Linked DNA regions of Mus musculus: region 1 is linked to region 2. A link is a contact called in public promoter capture Hi-C data. All regions are on one chromosome and are shown on one strand. Each heading gives the region's core, a stretch centred on a gene start, on an enhancer-like site or on the middle of the called end of the contact. The rest is flanking DNA. Distances are from core to core; before and after follow the strand shown.

Region 1 (2,700 bases), core at 59-2,558, 220 kb after region 2:
TCAGTAATCGTCATGGAGACCAGTGAAAGAAACTGAGATAATTTTTAACGATGCCAAGGAAAGCCCTGTGTTTACTACAACACGAGCCTGCTGCCTGCTTAGCTGGACGCCCATGCTCTGACCTAGTATGGCAATTCTTAGGGTCCCTGTGCTTGATGCTCTGTTTACAAGAAACTGAGGCCAGACACTAAGGAAGAACAAAGAAAAATGCCTGGCACCAAAGAGGCGGGGGACGTTTTGTACATAACTGAAGATCCGTGGAGGAACTCTTTTCCAATTTTGAAAGGCACTACAAATCATCCTCTCCGCTTACGTGTTCAAGCATTTATTCTATGTTCTTAAACTATTTTCTACAAAGAAAATACCTTATAATTTACAAACAGCAATTTGTCCTCCCCCCTCTGCATCTGCAGACCATCAAGCGGGATAAAATTTCCCTAGGCTTTATCAGAGTGGGAGGAATGGAAATAATGTGAGCACAACACAGTTCCGATGCAACATCAACTCCAAGCCGGGCCAGCTGGTTTCCATCGAGCGGTCCCCAAGGAGAACGCCCCTCAAGCCTGCAGCCCGGCCGGCGCGACCGTGGGACCGGCTGAGGTGCTCGCAGCTCAGCCACTCGGTCGCCCGATACCTTTGTTTCAGGTGCCCCTGTGCCCAGAGTGGCTGGGATCCCGCCCGCAGCCCCGAACTGGTGACACATCCTTCTTTGGCCAAGTCGGGCCGAGGCCGGGCAGGGGGCGGGGAAGGAAAATAAAGCCTCAGCGCCTAACGACGTGACTCTCAGTTCTTCCAGAACCTTGGCATTTGCTGCCCTGCCAAGCTTTCCTGTTAACGAGTTCCCGGCCCGGGCGTCCCGCGAGGTGGGAGGCGCCGGCCATCCGGCCCCCTGGCCTCCTCCGCGGAGCTCCCGGGCCACCGTTCTCCACGGCCGCCAGCCCCGGGAGTCCTCTGGCGTGGCGTGCCTGCGCTCCACCAGGAGTCCCTTCACCGCGCGCGGCCCCTGCGGCCAGGCCAGACCCCGCCCCCGGCCCCGCCCGCCCCGGTCTCTGTGCGCCGCCCCTCGGCCTCGCCAGCCCGTGGAGGGCCGGGGGCTCCCAAGGAGAACCGGCCTAAGGCCCCGCGTCTGTGCGCCTACCTCAGTGCCCGCTGCTCCTCCTCCCGCGGCTGCCTCGGCTCGCAGGCGACGCGCACACGCCACCCCGGCTTCCCGCAGCGCGGGGTCTGGGCCGCTTACGCCGCGCGTGAGGAGCCGAGGCCTGAGCGCGCCCCGCCCAGCCGCCCAGCAGCTTAGCTGCCCGCCAGCGCCACAGCCCCGCCCACTAGCGCCACAGGCCCGCCCACCAGACACGCCCCCTCGGCCCCGGCCCCGCCCACCTGGCCGTGCTGGGTTCCTCCCACTCTCCTTCCTCCGAAAGGGGGCCCTGAGGGGCACTGCGAGAGCCGTCGCCTCGGCCGCCGCTGTGATTTACTTAGTGTAATGGAGAAGGCTATTCGCACTATTTGGGGACTGAATTTCATGTTAAGAGTATACACTTTATGATGGCCGTCATTATTTTTATTACCCTTCTTACTGTCCTCTTCGATAACTGTCCTGCTCTTCCGGGAGGCTATCCCATCTGACTACAGTCTACACTCTTACTGTGGCCCACACCAGCATGCTCCTATTCGCTCAACCCAAGTTGTGTGAATTTTGAACGAAGAGTTTATTTATTTATTTATTTTAAGCGAATTGTTAACAGAATAAAAATTGTTAAATAAACAAAGCTATGTAAAACAAATGCACAACTTAATGGAGTGTTCTGAAACATTTGCAATTTTGATTTCTTAAGCTTTGACCCTAGCTAAAATAATAAGCGAGGTTTGCTTTTACTAAAAGTGGGAAATAAATGGGCTGACTGGGCTAGGGATGTAACCCCGTTGGTATAGTAAACGAGGATAAAACCACATAAACTGGGAGAGGTAATGTATGTCTGCAAAGCTCTGCAGAGGTGGAGGAGGCTAGATAGAGAACAAGAAGTTCCAAGTGTTTGAACTTTGGTGACATTGCTGCTACTTTGAGGCCAACCTGGGCTACATGAGTACCACAGCTAAACAATAAAAATAATGCAGTTCAATTCTAAATTAAAAAGTCAATCAATCATTATGTAAGCACATAGGTAAAACAAGCAAGCCAGTCAGGGGAAGGAACAGTACGTGACATTTGGTCACGTAGAGGTGAAGAACCAGATGTAGATAAGACTTTAAAGAGCCAGGCATTAGGCAAACTGTGAGAACAGGCTCTGCGTACGTGTTTTATCTCTTCCTTTCTGTCAACATTTCTTAGCAAAACAACAGTTGCTTACAGAGTGCCTTATGTGTACATGTGAAATCATATGTGATGTGTACATACATTTAGGTATAGATGGTGCATACAAAATGTATACAATTTCACATTCTGTAGCTATGTGTAAGGTTGATTATAAGAAATATATTTTTATTTTTAAAAGAAAAATGTATATAAAATTGCCTCAAACAGGCTCTACATCCTGAGTCATTTCACCAAGTTAATCTTTTTAATAGCTAGAATGTGGTCTTCGTTGTCTTGAAAGAAGAAAAACCATCACACACCCAACTTTATACTTTCCTATTTTAAAAGTCCTTCACCATACCGCGTTGAATATCTTCTTTTGTGTCAGAACAATCCTGTGAAGAAGGAAG
Region 2 (2,700 bases), core at 201-2,700:
GAACACAAATTAGCCTCCCAACTAAATAAACTCTGACAGCAGAAAACCTGCTCTGAAGGCCTTAATGTAAGAGCATCAGGATCTTGCCTGGGGTGCAATAGGCAACTGAGCAAGGGTGTCCCAAGAGAAAGGTTACCAGAGCAGTGACAGGCTTTCCCAGGGAACTTAATAGCCCTTCAGAGGGACCCCAAGGGAGAGAGGGCTTATGGCTCACCATAAACCTTACAACCACATTTACATCCCTAAGTGTCAAGAGGAATAAATAGTTTTCCTTGAGCATTTTTCTTTTTTCAAACCTAACTCAGGACATCTGAATCAACATTTGACCCAGATTTTCACACACTTGGGTAAGACTTGCATGCCCTTCACAGGAGCCCTTCCCTTAGGGAACCTTCATGTTAACTTATCCAGCTCTTCTGCCTGGACTCACTCAGTTGTCAAGGACACACTGGGCAAGTCTGGCTTCAAGTCTAGGGTCACCTCTTCCAGCTTCTGTTGTTTTTTGTTTTTCTGCTGCTAAATGACCTCCCCAGAAGAAGCTCAAATGTGATTCCCGCCTCAGCTGCTCTCAGCAGAGTAGCCTGAGAGTTTATAGAAAGTCCACCTGCTTCCTATGCAGCAGATCGATACATGAACCTCTCAAGAGGCCAACCAGACTTCCTCGGTCACAGGCGTCACAAATCCCCAGCACGCAGGGAGACAACACACCAGGTTAATGTGAACATAACCAAGTTTTTTCTAATACTTCGTGCCTGGGTTTTACTGCTTCCTTCCCCGAGAAGAGGGAAGGGAAAAAAAAAAAAAAAAAAAAAACTGTCATAAACACTTTCAGGCAGCGGGAGAACAATCCCGTCTTTTAAATTCAGAGCCTGTGGCCGATTAACGTGGCAATCTTATTCAAACAAGACCTGGAAGACATTATTCTGTTTACGGTGCTTTCTAAAGACCACCTTTCCCAAAAGTTCAAAGCTGCTAAGTGGAGCGCAGCTGGAGACCGGTCACATCCATCCATCCATCCGACGACCAATGCCCACCACCACCGCCTGGGGACCTCCCTAAGTGGTGCAGATGTCTACTGACACCCGAGGGGGCTCTAGGTTCTCCAGGTGGACGTTCTCGCCGCGCCCCTCCCAGGCGCAGCGCCTATTGGCTGGGAGGCTCGTGCGCCGCGAGCCCGGCGCGCTGTGATAGGGCGGGAGCGGAGGGGGCGGGACGCACTGGCGCCCGTGACTCACTCGCTTGTGCTGCGCGTCGATGCGGCGCTGGCCTCCTCCCAGCAACGCTGCATGGCGCTTGTTGTCGATGCGCTCTTTAACTGAAACCGGCTGGCTGCAAAGGCCGCGGGTCGTGATGCCGAGGCCGCAATTCAGAACGCTGAGCCTCGCTCCAGCCGCCACCGCCCGAATCCTAATCGCCGCCGCCATTTTTTTTTTTTTTTTTTTTTGACTGCCAGCGTGACACACACTGCACCTCAGGACGCATGCGCAGAGAGCGTAGACATTGCGAGTCTGCGCCTGCGCGTCGTCGCTGGCCCTAAAGCTGGTAGCAGTCACAGGCTTGCATTCAGGCTCAAGGCGGTCCTGTTCTAGGAAATACCTGCCTCTCAGCTCTGTGCCCGTGTAGCCACACAGAACAAGGACTTCATTCCTCGTTCTGCGTTAGCCATCTAAACTCCAGGCTTCGTCGACCCTCTTCCCCCCAAAAATGAATAGATAATGAGCTCTGACCAACTTTTACCAAATGCTGTGCCAGGTTTTGCTCTTAAAACTTAGCCTTGAAATAATTTATATCCAGATTTCAGAGATGGGATACACAGGAACAGAAGTAGGTTTGTATGGCGTCAAGACTGAAATGTTTTGTGAGCTACGTATTGAGCTCCAGAGAGGGTCTCTTAAAGGGGAGAGGAGCTGGGAAGCTACTTGGCTCAGTGCTAAGTTAAAGCCTTTGCCAGCCTGAGTATGAGGACCAAAATTGGGGTCCCCAAACTCAGTACTCAGCCAGAGTAATGAGTGTCTGTACAGAGAGGTTGCCTAGGTGAGATAGCTGACAGAAATAAAAGAATCCCAGGAAGCTCACGGAACAGCCACCCTAGCATGTACAGAAGCAAATGAGACCCAATTCTCACACAAATAAGGGGACCATTGACACCCCATGTTGTCCTGTGACTTCCACATGTGCACGCCCAAACTCTGATACACACAAATTATTTGATGTTTTTTAAGTTTGTGACGAGACACAGAATGGTGAAGTAAACTTTTAGAGACCATTGTGCTAGGTCTAGGCTCCATAGGGTTTTACAGTAGGGGAGAGAGGTTGGCCTCAACCCCGAATACACCAAAGACAAGATGTATCGGGGAGGGAGCTCAATGGATAGAAAATTAATAGGGAACACAGGGCAAGGAGCAATCTGACAAACAACGTTTGCTTGGTTGAAGGCAAGCCAGGGTGCTCAGACATCATTTGGGGGACAGTGGAAGAAGAACCTTATCAAATATGGAGGGCGATCCCTCATCAAGGGTGGAAGATTCTGGCATAACTGACTTAGCAGGATTCTTGGCAAAGCTACCCTCTAGAAGAGAGGACCTGGGAGCCAAGGTCAGTTCTATTCAAGAGATGCTCAGTAGAGCCTGACCGAAGTTTGGTCAAGAAGAGAATCTTGTCAACACAGCGGCTTTGGCATTAGCTGGGAGGAAATAGGAA

What was found. Capture Hi-C pulls out chosen DNA fragments and counts their contacts.
Region 1: a promoter capture Hi-C map of adipose tissue shows a contact between it and region 2. The contact joins the promoter of Ppp2r3a here to the promoter of Pccb in region 2. A contact is called at or near these places in 4 of 39 promoter capture datasets (fetal liver, liver and pre-B cells), 6 of 484 Hi-C or Micro-C datasets (Th1 cells, cerebral cortex, embryonic stem cells and 3 more), 2 of 115 datasets of contacts at active chromatin or transcription factors (extraembryonic endoderm stem cells and memory CD8 T cells) and 3 of 9 other capture datasets (adipose tissue, liver and pancreatic islet).

The regions. Positions count from the first base shown.
Region 1 is chr9:101,250,524-101,253,223 of GRCm38.p6, forward strand. It overlaps Ppp2r3a (protein phosphatase 2, regulatory subunit B'', alpha), which reads right to left and starts at 1,309. Exons shown (of 14, transcript NM_001161362.3): 1 at 1,139-1,309.
Region 2 is chr9:101,033,434-101,036,133 of GRCm38.p6, forward strand. Pccb (propionyl Coenzyme A carboxylase, beta polypeptide) reads right to left here and starts at 1,451. Exons shown (of 15, transcript NM_025835.3): 1 at 1,236-1,451. The coding sequence starts at 1,424.